Regions from separate parts of the Mus musculus genome. Here region 1 is linked to region 2. The links are chromatin contacts, called in public promoter capture Hi-C maps. All regions are on one chromosome and are shown on one strand. The core of a region is the stretch at or near the end of the contact, and the rest is flanking DNA. Distances in the headings are between cores, read along the strand shown. Region 1 overlaps Tcf7 (transcription factor 7, T cell specific). Region 2 holds the start of Jade2 (jade family PHD finger 2).

The links. Promoter capture Hi-C pulls out the DNA fragments that hold promoters and counts their contacts.
Region 1: a contact with region 2 is called in a promoter capture Hi-C map of pre-B cells. The contact joins the enhancer-like site here to the promoter of Jade2 in region 2. A contact is called at or near these places in 5 of 39 promoter capture datasets (the C10 cell line, the HPC-7 cell line, cranial neural crest and 1 more), 1 of 484 Hi-C or Micro-C datasets (CD4 T cells) and 4 of 115 datasets of contacts at active chromatin or transcription factors (craniofacial prominence, double positive thymocytes, forebrain and 1 more).

What each region holds. Positions count from the first base shown.
Region 1 is chr11:52,264,737-52,271,993 of GRCm38.p6, forward strand. The region is part of intron 3 of Tcf7 (transcription factor 7, T cell specific); the gene reads right to left. Among named protein-coding and RNA genes, the nearest start is that of Tcf7, 15 kb to the right of the region's middle. Within about 2 kb of position 3,960, at least 64 of the 459 cell types and tissues checked have an H3K27ac peak or open chromatin away from gene starts, as enhancers often do. A contact at or near this core is called in the HPC-7 cell line, double positive thymocytes and pre-B cells, where this site is marked.
Region 2 is chr11:51,854,006-51,861,272 of GRCm38.p6, forward strand. Jade2 (jade family PHD finger 2) reads right to left here and starts at 3,663. Exons shown (of 13, transcript NM_001357588.2): 1 at 3,306-3,663; 2 at 875-962. The coding sequence starts at 3,433. Gm30110 (a long non-coding RNA gene) reads left to right here and starts at 1,441. Exons shown (of 2, transcript XR_388628.2): 1 at 1,441-1,718; 2 at 1,916-2,592.

The DNA of each region.
Region 1 (7,257 bases), core at 2,710-5,209, 410 kb after region 2:
TGTGTGTGTGTGTGTGTGTGTGTGTGTGTAGCAGTTGGGGGTCCTGGGGATGATGGGCCTGTACTGCCTACCTGTGTTTCCTGGTTTTGGGGGGAAAGCCTTATTAATCAGAAGTCTGCAGACAGACCACAGAAGTACTGGGTGGGGCACAGAACCCAGCAGCAGCTAGAGGTCCTGGCTAGTTCTTCCCAAGCTCACATAGTCTGCCTCCTCGCCCTGCTGCTAGCCAGGGGGAACCGTCTGCCACAAGGCTCCTTGCCCCCTTAGGCCAGCAGAACGTCCCGCTCCAGGGCTTCAGTACAAGACTGTCTCAGCGCCAGACTTCCCAGACAACAGGGTGGGGTTGCCTAGGGCTTGGTGCCTGCACCGAAAGTTCAGGGACTTGAGCCCTCCTCCCTCATCTGCCTTCAGGTGACTGTCCCTAGCCTCCAAGGGAAGGAGGCAGGTCTGGGTTAACTGTTCCCACCAGGCACTGAGCACCTCAACAGCAGAATCCCTCATCTCCTTACTAGGGGAAGGACGCAGTGGGACATAAACCTGCATACAGCAGGTAGAGACCCAACTGCACTTAGTGCTTCTGCCGCATCAGCCACTCCACGTCCCCACTCCTCGCCTTGCTGGAGCCCTGGCAGCTGCTCCCACCTGCCTGGGGCACTCCAGGACAGGTCCAGGACTCAGGGATGCCTGCAGCTACCCTGCTATTCCTGCCAGGACCTATCTAGCCTGCTGGCCACCTGGTGACCAGCTCCCCACCCCCCACCCCCCAACAAGGAGGTCCTTCCTGCTGCTGGCATATCCCAGACTCTCCCACACCCACCCGCGGCTACTGTCCCAAAGGGATCTTCTGAAACCTAGCCTGGCTATCATCTCCGGGCAAGGCTGTGCAGAGTAGAAACGGGGAGCCCTGAGCAGGTCTCTGTTTCAGAGCTGAGCTTGGGCCCAGCTAGGCTGTCCCTAGCCTCCCACTTCCTGCAGGTTCAGGTAAAAAATAAACACAGTCGGCATTTTCCCTGCAGACCGCAGCGGTCTGCTCACAGGCTGAGAGCTCTCTGAGAGCCCCTGTCACCACTAGCAGAGAAACTCCCTTGCCTCTGACGGTTGACTCTGAAAACCCCCAAGCTCTTGAGCCCCACAACACTTTCCCAGCGAAGAAAGTTGCTATTTCCTCTGGCCTCAAGCTTGATGGGGGTAGAAGAACAGATCCTCTCAAGAAAGCCCTGTGGCAGAGGCAGAGCCAAAAGAAGCGTCCCCAAACACCTAGGACCCATAAGCAAACAAGTATCAGGATGTGTCCCCGAGTTCCTAGCTTGTGTCAGGCAAAGAATGTCTGAGGCTACAAGCAGCACCTGCTAATAACTGAATGTTGCCCTCCCTCCCGGCAGGCGCAGTTCTGAGCACCAGACACACCGCTTCAAGCAGACGTACCATGCAGGCACAGTGGCTATCACCACTGGCAGGGAAGGAAACTGAAGCATAAGGTCACAGCCAGAGCTCAGCTGCTAATAGCTACAGTGCAAAGACCTGTGATTACCATGGACAGAGTGAGAGGCTGGGGGACAAAGGAGGCTGTACCAATCTCTCCCTTCAACCTGGCTAGCTTACATACACTGTGCTGAGCCCATGTTCCCCTGGCTCTAAAAGGAGTCGCCAGAAACCAACCTGACAGTGAAAGCTGGTATATGCCCCCTGAGGCCCTAGCATATCTCTGTGCCCACCCTGGGCATGCTCCTGTCTGCCTAAACACCCAGATCTCTGTCTCAATGCCTCTTCCCACCCCCGAGAGACTCCACAGCTCCTACTGCTCCTTATCATGCTGGCTCCCACACAGACCTATGACCACCTCTAACCTAAATAAGGGTCAGCCAGCTTGGCACGCAACTGCCTGAGCATCCTAGAGAGCTGGGCATCGCTGCCTCTCCAGGCTTTGCACTCACAAGGTCTGGGAAACCCTTGGTGCCCCAAATTCCTGCACATCCCACTACACTCTCCACTGTCCCTCAGGAGAGGGGGCTGTCTCCAGCTCCTATTACAGAGCTGGGAGTGGCCCCTAGGGACCATCTGAGGCAGGCACTGAAGCGAGGCTCTGTGAGGAGAGAATGACATCTACAGCACAGAGCCTTGGGGACCCTTCAAGGATCCTTGTCATCAAGGATGCTGGCTAGCCACACCCCTCTAAACTTTCCTTTTCTCACTCTTCGTACCAGCCACCAAAAACTGGAGTGCTCTTTCCTGCCTCATATCGAGGAGACTGCTTCTGGGAGACCTTTTCTTTTCTTTTCTTTTCTTTTCTTTTCTTTTCTTTTCTTTCCCTTTCTTTCCTTCTTCCTTCCTTCCTTTTCAAGGCCAGCCTGGTCTACAAAGTGAGTTCCAGGACAGCCAGGGCTACACAGAGAAACCCTGTCTCGAAAAACCAAAAAAAAAAAAAAAAAAAAAAAAGATTTATTTATTGTATGTGAGTACACTGTAGCCATCTTCAGACACACCAGAAGAGCGTCAGATCTCATTACAGTTGGTCTTGAACCACCAAGTGGCTGGTTGGATTTGAACTCAGGACCTTCAAAAGAGCAGCCAGTGCTCTTAACCGCTGAGCCATCTCTCCAGCCCTCAGAGAACTTTTCGACTCTCTACACATGGCTGGTACCTTCTTGTGTCTTCACCCACCTTCTCTCCTCCCTGTGTTCTGGGACTATGCCTTTCATTTTTGTCACTGAACTAAATCTAGGACCCAGGTTGGTTCTCTGAAAGTGGTGCAGATGAAACCAACCTGCACACGTGGTTTGCACACGTTCAAAGAGACTTGCTGCCCTGGGGAAGTCTGGGGCTTCATCTAGTGTTATGGCAGCATACAGAAACTGGGACCACTTTAGGGTCAGGGGTCCATCTGGCATCCGAGCCCCTTCCTTTTCTCCTTTCTACACCCTAACCACCTGAGGCACTCTGAGAATGACAATGACCATAGTCACAATCAGACCTGCCACTAGTTCAGATGGCGTTTTGCTCTAATTAGAAAAGGTACACACAGACAGAAGCCCAAGCCTCATCTGGGGACACTGCAGGCTGACTTCATCCTCAGCTAAGTGCCCCAAAACAGTCCAGTGGTAGCCCCTGCAACAGTTTCCTCAGTGCTCACATCTTATCTCCACACCCAGTCATCGTCAGCAGCAGCAACTTGTGTGTGCTTGGGAGTCTGACTAGCTCCTGAGTGGAATGCTCGCCAGTGCCTGAGCCCATGAGAGTGAGCGTCCCAGTTTGCAGGGGGGTCCTGCAAATGACGTCGACCAGAGCTGGACCTGCACGTTTCCACAGACCCTCTTCTGCAGGCATACTTCAGACTGGCTGAGAGGAGCAGGCTGTGCTCCTTTAGTTCCCAGCTCTGGCCGCAGGTTCTACTGCCCAAGGCATGACAACCTGTAAGTGTCTCACCAACACCCTGTGCCAGATACCTACTACAGAACCAGGGCCATGGCCTTAGAACCAGCAGAGCTGAGAGGGCTGGGGGACAGCTGGGCCACACCCTAGACCAAGAGGAGACTTTAGAGCCACCTGTTGGCAACAAGGTTGCCATGGTTGCAGAACCTGCTGACAGCATGTGGCTAGTCCACTAGCCTCCTGGCCCCAACATCAGATAATGGACCTGCCTCACTGGAGGTGAGGACCAGAGTCCCTGCATGCAGCCTTGGCAAACCTGTGGTTTCTCTGCCCAACAGAGCGGCACCATTAGACTCAGCTGAACCCTCATAAGCTGAGTGGCCTTGCCCATGGCCTCTTGTGGGTTCTATGCATTTGTCTGCTTGTGTTTTCCTTCCTCCTCTTTGAGGTAAACGCCCCTCAGGACAGGATGTTTTTAGAGGAAAATGTAAGCTTCCGGGAGCTGCTGCAGCTGAGCTGCTAGCTAGCACTACAAACACCCTGTCTGGGGAGTCTGCAAGCAGTGCAGGGCTGGGCAAGCCCCAAGCCCAGGCAGTAGCTTTGCTCCTCCCACCATGGATGCCGCCTCGGCCTCGCCTCAATGCTGTCTGGGCCTAGCAATGGGGAGAGGGAGGCATGTCAGCAGGTTTGGGCCCTGGGGGCACAGCTGGAGGCTTTGTAGAGATGCAGGGCCCAGAATAGGAAGGAAGCAAGGTACAGACTTGAAGCTGGTGGTCTCTGCCAGTCCAGCAATGGCTGGCTGTGTGTTCAGCAGTCTACAGAGTTCCACCTTGTGCCAGACTTCTACCGGTCTTCACAAGACACTGTGTTGTGCACAAAGATTCTACAGATGAGGATGGTGAAGCACAGAACATTCTGGTGAGCCACTCAAGTCTTACGGCCAGCAGTGACCGGTCTGGATCTGAGTCCAGCCCTCGCGCTCTTGGCCAGAGCTCACGGGCAGCACTTATGCTGGGAGCCCTCTGCAAATCAATCTCACTGGCTGCTTCTGAGACAGGGTCTTGACTGTGTAGCCTGTGGAGCTCAGAAGAAGACGACGGGAAGATGGTGGGCAGTAGTAAGAATGTGGGGAAGAGAGACCTGAAGACCTCTTGTCCCAGTTTAGTCCATGAAGGACAGCATGGGGCCCCCAAGTCACCTGGGCTGCCTAGCCTGCCTCAAGAAGACAGTTTTGCCTGGAGGCCACACAAGGCTGCTCCTTCTGGTCTGACCCTTGAAGCTCCTTTGGGTTAAGGCCCAGGAGCTCTGTGTAGACTCAATCCAGCCATTTCATCCACAAGGTCACAAGACAAGGAGCAGAAAGAAGTTGCTAGAAGCAGGCTCCCAGCCCTGGAGTGCTGCCATAGCCCCTACGCCCAGTATAATAAGCAGAGGTAGGGCTGTGCCATTCCAACCGCCACAGGGTCTGAGCTGAAGCCCCTCTGGAAGCTGAGCTAGGGGCTCATGTAAAACTGCACTACAGCTCACCTGTAGGAAGCGCCCCTACCCAACAGCATGGAGGCAGAAGCATGGGGGAGCCAAAAGCACCCGGCTGTCTGTCCCAGGAATGCTGCCTACAGAGAGGCAGGGCACTGTGAAGGAGGTGGGTTCAAGTCACCCCTCCAACACTTGCTCAGGGCAAGTCTCTTGGTGTCCACACTTCGTGTCTATAAAATGCCCATGAGCTAGTGGGACATGTCGAGGCCTAGGTGAGTGTTTGCTAATATTCTTTTTGTACTTAAGATCAAAAAGAGAATGAAACGACAAAAGCAAGCCCTGTCCCTAGACAAAGGCTTTTCAGGAAAGCCAACTCCGTGCCAAGTTGGGAATGCCGGTCCTCAAAGTCCTTTGGACCATTGCCTGCTCACAATCAGGCCAGGCTTCTGAACTCCTCTCTGGCCTGCAGTAACCACAAGGGACAGTTAAAAAACATTGTCCTCAAAATGTCCCCATGAGGCTGGCAGGAGGCTCTGGCTCTCAAGAAGTTTGTTCATAGGTGTCACACCCAGGCCTTGGATTGCTCACCATCTCCTTTGCCCAGCTTTTCCTAAGGACTCGGAGCCTCGGAAACTTCAAGCCAGAGAGGCCAGGCAGCAGACTTTGGGCTAAGTGAGGACCAAGCTGGCAAAGAAAACTCCACAGCAGATAATTTCTAACCATCTTCTGCCACACACCAAACCTGGCTCAACCTTAAAGGTCATTTACAAACTGTTTCTTGTTGACATTTTCTTGGGGGGTTGGGGAGGGAGACATGGACTCATGTCTCTCAATCATGAAGTGCAGCCCTCTTCACCCTGGGAGGACAGACCATGCCAGGTGTGCAGGGAGAAAGCCAGCTCAGGCCCAGAGCCTGGAGTGCAGGCTGAGCCCTAGTCTCTTCTTGGGGTCAGAGGAGAGCCACGCAGCTCCACAGCCAGCACTGGCCCTATCCCTCACGTTTTAGAACCAAGGGAGCCATGCAGCAGGGAGCTCGGACAGCAGGGGAAGAGCCACATCCAAATCCTGACCACCAACTACCTCTCTCAGCCTCAGTTTCCCTAGCAATGATAGAACTCGCTGTGTGTGTGTGTGTGTGTGTGTGTGTGCGCGCGCGCGTGCACACGTGCTTATATATATGTGCCTGTGTGCACAAATGTATGCATGTATATGGCAGCCAGAGGTCAAAGATTTCCTTGTTTTCTATTTTCTGAGACAGGGTCTCTCTCAATAAAGCCAGAGCTGCCCAGAGAGTCTGGCTGGCTAGAGCGCTCCAGGGTCAGTCTGTGTCTGCCTCCCTGGCACTGTGGTTGCAAATATACATGACCAACAAAACAACAAAACAAAACAGGGCCTTGTGTAGCCTTGGCCTTGAACTCACTTCATAGTAGAGGATGACCCTGAATGTCTGATCCTCTTGTCTAGGATCAGAGGTATCTTCCACTCTACCCAGGTTATGTGGTGCCAGGAACTGAACCAAACCTAGGGAGGCTTCCAGCAAGCCAGGCAAGGACTTGGAACCTACAGGTTTCTTTTTTTCTTTTCTTTTTTTTTTTTTAAAAAAGATTTGTTTATTTTTATTGTATATAAGTACACTGAGCTGTCTTCAGACCAGAAGAGGGAGTCAGATCTCATTACGGATGGTTGTGAGCCACCATGTGGTTGCTGGGATTTGAACTTCGGACCTTCAGAAGAGCAGTCAGGTGCTCTTGCCTACTGAGCCATCTCACCAGCCCTCTTTTTTTCTTTTCTTTCCTTTTCTCTTCTCTTTTCTTCTCTTTCTCTCTCTCTATCTCTTTCTTTCTTTTTTTAGTTCTGTCATAAAGGAAGCTACAGGGACTGGTGAGATGGCTCAGCGGTTAAGAGCACTGTCTGATCTTCTGGAGGTCCTTAGTTCAAATCCCAGCAACCACATGGTGGCTCACAACCACCCATAATGAGATCTGAAGACAGCTACAGTGTACTTACATATAATAAATAAATAAATAAAATCTTTAAAAAATAAAATAAAGGAAGCTACATCTAGACTCATTAGATGTTTCTGTTTTCTGAGCACCTACTGAGTGTCAGTACCGAAATTCCCATACTAAAAGGAACAGATACAGCCGACTCTCTTCTCCCATCCATTTCTGATCAGAGCTACTACGGTCTCTTCATGCTTCAGCTGATGTAGCCACCAACCTTTTGGTCTTGGATCTCCCTACTTCATCTGTTCCCTACAACCCCACCCACAGGGCTGCCCACCACAGCAGGCAGCTCCCAGGGCCGCACACTGCTTCAAAGCCTCCCATCACGCCCTGGGGTGGCTACCGCAACCAGCACACCCCAAGTGTCCAGCCATGCCTGGCAAAGCCCCCACTGCTTCCCACAGGC
Region 2 (7,267 bases), core at 2,413-4,912:
GCTAAGACCTGCCATTTAAGTGTCTAAGTGTCCCACTGCATGGGGGACATGACACGTCAAAGTTACCCCCACCCCCAACTCTATTCTGGCAACCTCTCATGCAACCCAAACACCCATCCGAGAGACCTGCAGACAGCCTGCTGTACATATACAGTGAAGCATTTGGCGGGGGCACTGAGGCAACCAACCACCTTCTAAGTCTAATAGAAACACTGGTTATAAATAACGGGAATATCCTGCCTGCAGCCCCAAACCTAGGGGAGTCAGTGTCTAAGGCTTACACTGAGATAATAAAGTACAATAGGGACCCGGGGACCCCCACATACAGAGTACCAATGAGAACCTAGCAGCTTAGATCTTTGACAGCCTCTTGGATAGGAGTCACCGGCCATTTACCCAGGCAATTTAGGGGAAAAGCACGCTGGATGGGAAAGCACTCTGGAAACATTTGCTGTATCCAGAGCCCAAACAACTCTGTCCTTAAACACTTCATCTCCAAGAGTGTTGGGGAGACCCTTGGCCAAACAGTTTCAAAGCCAACATTCACTGTTAAGTCCTGCTGCGTAGGGTGAGGACTCCCCTCTAAAAGGCATTTACTGTGGAACCAAATGCTTTCCCACTCAAAATAGCAGCCAACAGCTCTTGGAACAACCGAGGAGAGGGCTTCAGATCAAACACGACCCCCCCCCCCACACACACACCATGCAAACTTTCTCAATAAATTATTCGCCCACTTCGGATCAAAGCCTGCTTTTGCAGCCTGCGACCTAAAAAGCAAATAACATAGCCTAAACATAAAAGCTTATTCTTGACTAGGTCAGTTTTATTACTCATTCCTTCCCCCCTTTACAGTTCATTCTCTTATTTTCCTTGCCTGCTTAGTAGATTGCTCTGCGAGTCCTAACCCGCCCAAGGAAGATGGGACCGGAGGGCCTGGAGGGCTGGTGTGTTCGCCTGGGGCCCTAAGGGGGGGAAAAAGAAATCAGGCGAGGGGAAAAAGAAGTCAGCACCCTGGGAACCCAGGAAACAGGGCCAGGCTCGGTTGGCAAACCTCTGCCAGGATCTTCTGCCAAATGTCCTACTGGGAATTTTACCAGTGACAGGAGAGACAGTGCCACTCTGGGAGGAGAACCCAGCTCCCAAGCTCCGGTCTGTTTGCAAATATAAATGTTAAGGGAGCATCCTAACCTTCTTCCGGGCTCAGAACTCTTCATTTCTAAATGGGGGGCCCCGCCCCTCCCTAAGCCACATCTCTGAGAACAACCATAATCCCTCCCATTGACCTCTTGCAAACTGCCTCTGGGTAAAACTTTGTACCTCGGAATCCTGCAGATGAGGTGGGGGGGGGGGTGCTAGGGGCAAGGGTGAAGTTTGGAAATCTGCAGAGACCCGGGATAACCAGTGCAATGTACCCTCGGGCATAAAGACACCCGGCCCCCTTCCCCCGCCCCCCACCCAGCAGGAGGCCTGAGGCCAAGCTGTTTTTTTTTTTTTTTTTAAAAAGTGCACAGGCCGGCTGCAGCGGCTAAGTGGATTAGAAGAGGGTTGCGCGCCTCCAGCCTGCCCTTGGCGGCGGGCGACGGGCACGCAGGCTGGAGGCGCGCCGGCGTGATTCCGACCGCGGGAGCCGGGAGGAGGAGCCGGAGGTGGCTGCGGGGGGCTCCGGCCCAGGCGTAGGAAGGGCAAGAGGCGGTTCGGGCCGGGGGCGGTGCCAGGAGGTGGGTGGGCTTGACGCCCGGGGCGGGGGAGGGGTCTAGGGGACTCGGGGAAGGGCAACTGAGCCCGGGGTGGGGGCGGGGGTACTGAGCGGGGCAGAGGTGTGCAGAAGAGGGACCGGGCTGAGCTGGCTGGGCCTCTCTGGAAGGTAGAGGAAAGCCTCCAAGCCGGTTTTGCAGATGTCCTCACCCTCCGGCAGAAAAGCTACGAGTCTCCAAGCTGACCCAGGATCACCCCTTGCTCGGAGAAGGGGATGTCTCAGAGCCCAGGGATGGGCGGGAAGGGACCATGGGGAGCCACAAGTCTGCACCCAGGCGGGGAGTGGGCGAGCGAGAGCCGCTCCGCAGGCGCAGGCAAGTGGGTGGGAAGGAGGGAGGGAGAGGGAGGAAGGAGGTGAGCCGGGAAGATGCCACTGCCGGGGGCGGGGCGGGGCCGGGGATCCGGCAGAAGGACTGCAGCAATGTTTGGTGGGGGCGGGGGCTGCAATGTCACTCATTTTGGGGTCAGGTGCGTGTGTCCCAGGCAGGGCCCTCCACTTGTCTGCTGCTCTTAGGTACCACCCAGAGTTTTAGTAAGGGCGGAGGGAAGAGGGGGGAGCTGCAGAGTCGTCCCTGAAGCGGGACGCGAACCAGCAGAGTTGGGAGAAGGTAAACAAGGGCCACGCCCCCTGCCGTCGCCCCGCGAGCGCGCACCCGCCGCTCCGGCCGTCGCCGGTACATTTCCACTCTCGCGGTGCCTCTCCCCCACCGGACTCCCGCGCAGCACCGGAGAGCTGCTGTCCACTACCCCAGTATGCACCCTGGCTGCCTGGACTGCGCACCCAGCACTCACCTGGGAACGTTGTCCCCCGCCCCTTAAGAAGAAAAAAAAAAAAAACTAATTTGTGCAATGCCTCTGAACCCAAGAACCGAGCATGCTGCCCCCGCGTGCAGCTCCCTCGTGCACCCAGCCTGGAAAGGGGGCGCAGGGCGGAGGCGGTGGCCCCCGGAAGGTGTCTAGGACTGGACCGGCTGCACGTGAGCCCAGTGCGGGGTCATGTGCATCGGCTCAGCCCGGTTCGGCACCCGGACGTGCTGCGTATCAACAAAATGAAACTCGGGAGACAGAAGGGCAGATAGCTCCAGGTTTCCCGTGCCCCGGTGCCCGCCACTCAGCCTCCCCACCCCGCACCCCGGTAGCGCCGCAGCCCCTCGGGCCGGCCGGAGCCCGCGAGGCAAGTTGCAGCCCCAGCGCCCCCACCCGCCCGCGCCCCCTCGCCGGCCCAGGGGCGCTTTGCCGCAGTCATTAATAAAGAAGGTCGCCAGGCTCACCCTTCCAAAAGTTGTTGCATGCGCCCCTCTCAGCCTCCCCGCACTGTACTCTTTAAAACACGGCTGACCAACATGCGCAATCTCTCTCCCCAGTGCTGTGCGTCCCCCCCCCCCACCCCCCGCGCTGGCTTCCTAGAACAGGCAGCCAGCGAGAGAGGGAGCGAGCGAGCAAGAGAGAGGGAGCGAGGAGCACTGGCAGATCTGTTGAAAAAAAAAAAAAGCCCACAAAATAATGCCGTGGAGATGCGCAGGGCCCATCCGCTGGGGGCTGGCTCTTACCTTGCTCCGCGGTGCCCTCCCGAGGGGCGCTGCCCTCGGCTACGCGCGGCGGCGGGGGCCGGCGCGGGAAGGATGCTCCCGAAGCCAGGAGCTCCTGGGGCCGGCGCGGGAGGGCGGGGGGCGCGCATCCATCCGGGGTCGTGGCGAGGGAGGCGACCGGGCCGCGGCGCCCCCCAAGCCCCGCACCCCTGCTGGGAAGATGGTCAGCCCTCCAGCTCAGAGCTGGTGCCACTAGGAGTGGGCGCAAAGTAACTCCATGGACGCTACTCACCCCCCAAAAAAATAGCCTCCAACTGCGATGGCCGCGGTCGGCACCATTCACCAACCCCCTGTGTATGTTTCTGTTTCTTTTTAAACCAAGACTTCCTTGTGATCTCTTTAGAGGGGGAAAAAATGTGTTGGGGTGGGGGTGGGGTGGGGTGGGGGCGGGCAAGAAGAGAGGGAGGGGGAGTAGCCACTTTTTTCTAATTCACTCGGATCTCCGCTCCCGGCACCCCCCTGTCGTGTTCCCCCCCCCCTTCCCAGTTGTTTGGCTCCGGCGACAGTCCCAGGTAGCGTTGCGGCCCCCCCGGGGGGGTGCCCTACACGGTCACCCGCCCGCCTGCACGCGGGCCCGGACTCCTCGTGGACTCCGGGGCGCCCCCAACCCGCCCTGTCCCCAGGGCCGGGCCCGAGCGCCGGCTGAGCCCGTGCAAGTCCCATCAGGTCGGCTCACACTTCACACACTCACACACATACCCCGCCCCTCCACTCGCTCACTCACACTTTCTGCTCACACCCCGCCCCCTTCGCGCCCCAGACCCAGGCGGAGCCCCCCACAACCTTTAAAAAAAAAAAAAAGCAAGCTTATACTTAAAAAAATCTTTTGGCGCCATATTAATGACGTACTTAAAATTTGCCATTTCTCCCTGCGTCAAAAAGACGTTTCTTTGCAAATAACAGCTTGGAGGCGACACTCGCGGAGGAAACGAGGCTTGCACGGAGTACCCAGCTCGCCCGCCCCACCCCCAGGGACTCTGGTGCTGGAAGACCCTCGCCCTCCGCCCGGTTTCGGAATCACTGGTTTTAAAATCGAAATCGAATAAATCGCGTGGCGTTTTTTGCAGCGCCAGAAGTGAGCAGAAAGTGCTGGCAGGAGTGCAGGGGAGGGGCGCGCAAGGGGCTGGGGGAGGGGGCGCGGTCCTCCTCCCCCACCCACACCAAATGCAAACTAGCATCCTAGGCAGGGAAAGTTGAAATTGTGGGCGACCTCCGGAAGAGAGGGGCTGTCCTTAAGGGGAGGGGGTCCCTTCTTGGGCTTGTTGCCCCCTCCCCCTCGCGGGTGCCTCCTGGCGCCTGGTGCTGCCCTGCATTTCCGGAGGGGGGGTGAGGCGCACTGTGATGGGTGGGTGGCTAGCAGGGTGGCAACATGTCCTAGCCTCAGGAGGAGTTTGCCCCGGGGTACCCCCTTCCTTCTGCCTCGTGCATCTTATAGCCGCAAAGGGTTAAAAACCGAGGGGCAACTTCCCAGGGCTGGTACTTGGCAGAGAAGCGGGGCGCCCCTCTCCCCACCCTCTCGTTCTCGCCCCTCCTCCTCCGACTCCACTTCCCGACTTGACCTTGTGGTGCACAAACAGTGCTCTCCAATCCTCGCAGTTTCTGGAAGAAGAGCCTGCGCTCGCCAGGCGGGCGGGCTGTCGGGCGGCTAGCCGGCAGTGGCGGAGCCTTGGGTCGGTTCCCTGAGCTGCGGGCCACACCCACCCAACCCGCTGTGCCTGGGGAGCTCACCTTCTCTCTAGGAAGGAAAAGGGCAGGCCTCCTGGAGGGGTAGGCACGTGGGGGGCAACCTTTTGCCTCCTGGGAATGCTCCAGCTGGGGAGGTTGGCTAGCTTTGGACTGAGGTTTGGGGAAGCCTGGCCCTGCAACCCTAAGGCATCTCTCATCTCCAGCATCCCTAAGGCATCTCTTCTCACCCTTGCCAATGTATTCTACCCCTTCCAAGATAATCCAATGATTTCCCCCCCAACTCACCTTTGTTTTTGAAGGCAGGTGGATGAGTTTCAAATCCCTTTCCCTTTCCAAGACTGAAGTTTGTTTATTTTTCCTTTCCCCTCCACCCCCAAACCCCCTTGCATGCAAAGATAAATATTCAATTTACATAAGATGACATTTATGTGACAATTAAGAAGATTCCCCGACGGAATGTTGTGAACACATTTGCTTATAGGAGAAATAAATCTAATAATGAACAAACTCAAAACAGCTCAGATCCTCTGACAGGGAGATTGTCTCTGCAACAAAGAGGGACATGAGGAACCAAGAGCTTTCTGCAGCAGGAGAACTCAAGGAAGCCACCAGCAGAACTTCTCTTCTTTGGCCTTCATTCACAAAGTCTAAAAGAGGCCTGTCTGGCAAGAGGAAGGGCTGGCTCATCAGCACCTCACAGTTAGCCCTAACTCTGGTTCTCAGAGGTCCACTGAGAAGATTTTCCCAGGCCAAGGTCAATGTCTGCTAACACGTGTTGGAGGCTGGGAGTGCCCAACCGAGAGGTTAATGGCTTCTAATCCTGGCTTTTCTGCTCAGAAGGCTGTGTGAGGCAGATCAGTGAATACATCTCTCTGGATCTGTTTTCACCTTGGTGAGCAGAAGATTACAGAGACCACATGAGCACACGCATACCCATGTATGTGAATATGTAAATTTACATTCCCTCTAAGTAAGGCAGGACCAGGCTAAGAGTGCAGCTCACGTGAGTGCTTTGCTCATGTCTTCTTTCTTATAAACTCTTTTCTTCCCCAATTATTTTAATGATGTGTAGTTGTATGTGCACCTATTTTTAATTATGTGTCTGCACATGGGCAGATAGGGATGCAGGCAGGTGAGGCAGGCCAGAGGCATGGGATGCTTTCTGTAGCTGGGGTTACAGATGCTTGTGAGCCACCTAATGTGTATGATTGAGACCTGAACTCAGGTCCTTTGGGAGTGCAGCAAGTGTTCCTAACTACCGAGCCCCATCGCTAGCCCCTGCCTTTTCTTTTTGCTGTTGTTGCTTATGATTGAACCCACGTTAGGCAAGAACAAGAGGACAATGCTGTCTCTCAGCCTTTCCCTTGAGGATACATACAAGAACTCCAGTGTGGACAGAAAGAGGACTAGGAAAGGAACTGGTCAGAAACAGTGGTCAAGGTCCCGATAACTGTCAGCCATGAATCCGGCATGAAGGTAGAGACACAATACACAGAGGCAGAGTCTAAAGTGACCCACAGATTTGGTCTTTGGCCTGGGGGATGGGGTGGGATGTCTGTGCAGGAGAGGACAGGACAAGCTGTTTGCCTTGGCCATTGGGAGCCCATGAACTGGAATGGAAAAATGTCTTGTCAAGGAACCGTAAAATGACCTAGAGAGATGATGAGGGAAGGAATACCTCCTGCGCATGTGTTTCCTTCTGTGCCCCGTGTGCAAGCTGGTCCACTTCATTCCCACAAAAGCCCATTAGCCTCTTGAGAAAAGCCTTAGAAACTCGATAGTTTCTAAGGCCCGCAGTGGTGAGGGGACACCTAAGTGCAGGTGACCTTGGCACTGGTGTCATTACCCTTTGCTTTTACTACACGCCGGAGAAAAGTCATGCTATTACCTAGTCACATTATGATTGATCTCTGCGAGAACAGCAGCTCTATTTAGTCCTTGACATAGTTTTCTAACTGGGGGCCAAACCAGGGCCCCTAAACAGTCCTTAGGAAATGCCACTGGCTTAGAACCCAAATCCCCTTCAGTCCTTGGATTCCGTAGAGCTTTGTGTTACTGTCCAAGGCTAACGTTGGACCTGCTAACAAAATAACAGTGAGACTGATTTTAATTCATTATGTACATAGCTTAATTAAACAAATAGGAAATCTGTCTAGCCAGCCATCATGGTTCACACCTATAATCTCAGAACTTGGGAAGCTGAGACAGGAGGATTGCCAAGAGTTAAAAGCTAGCCT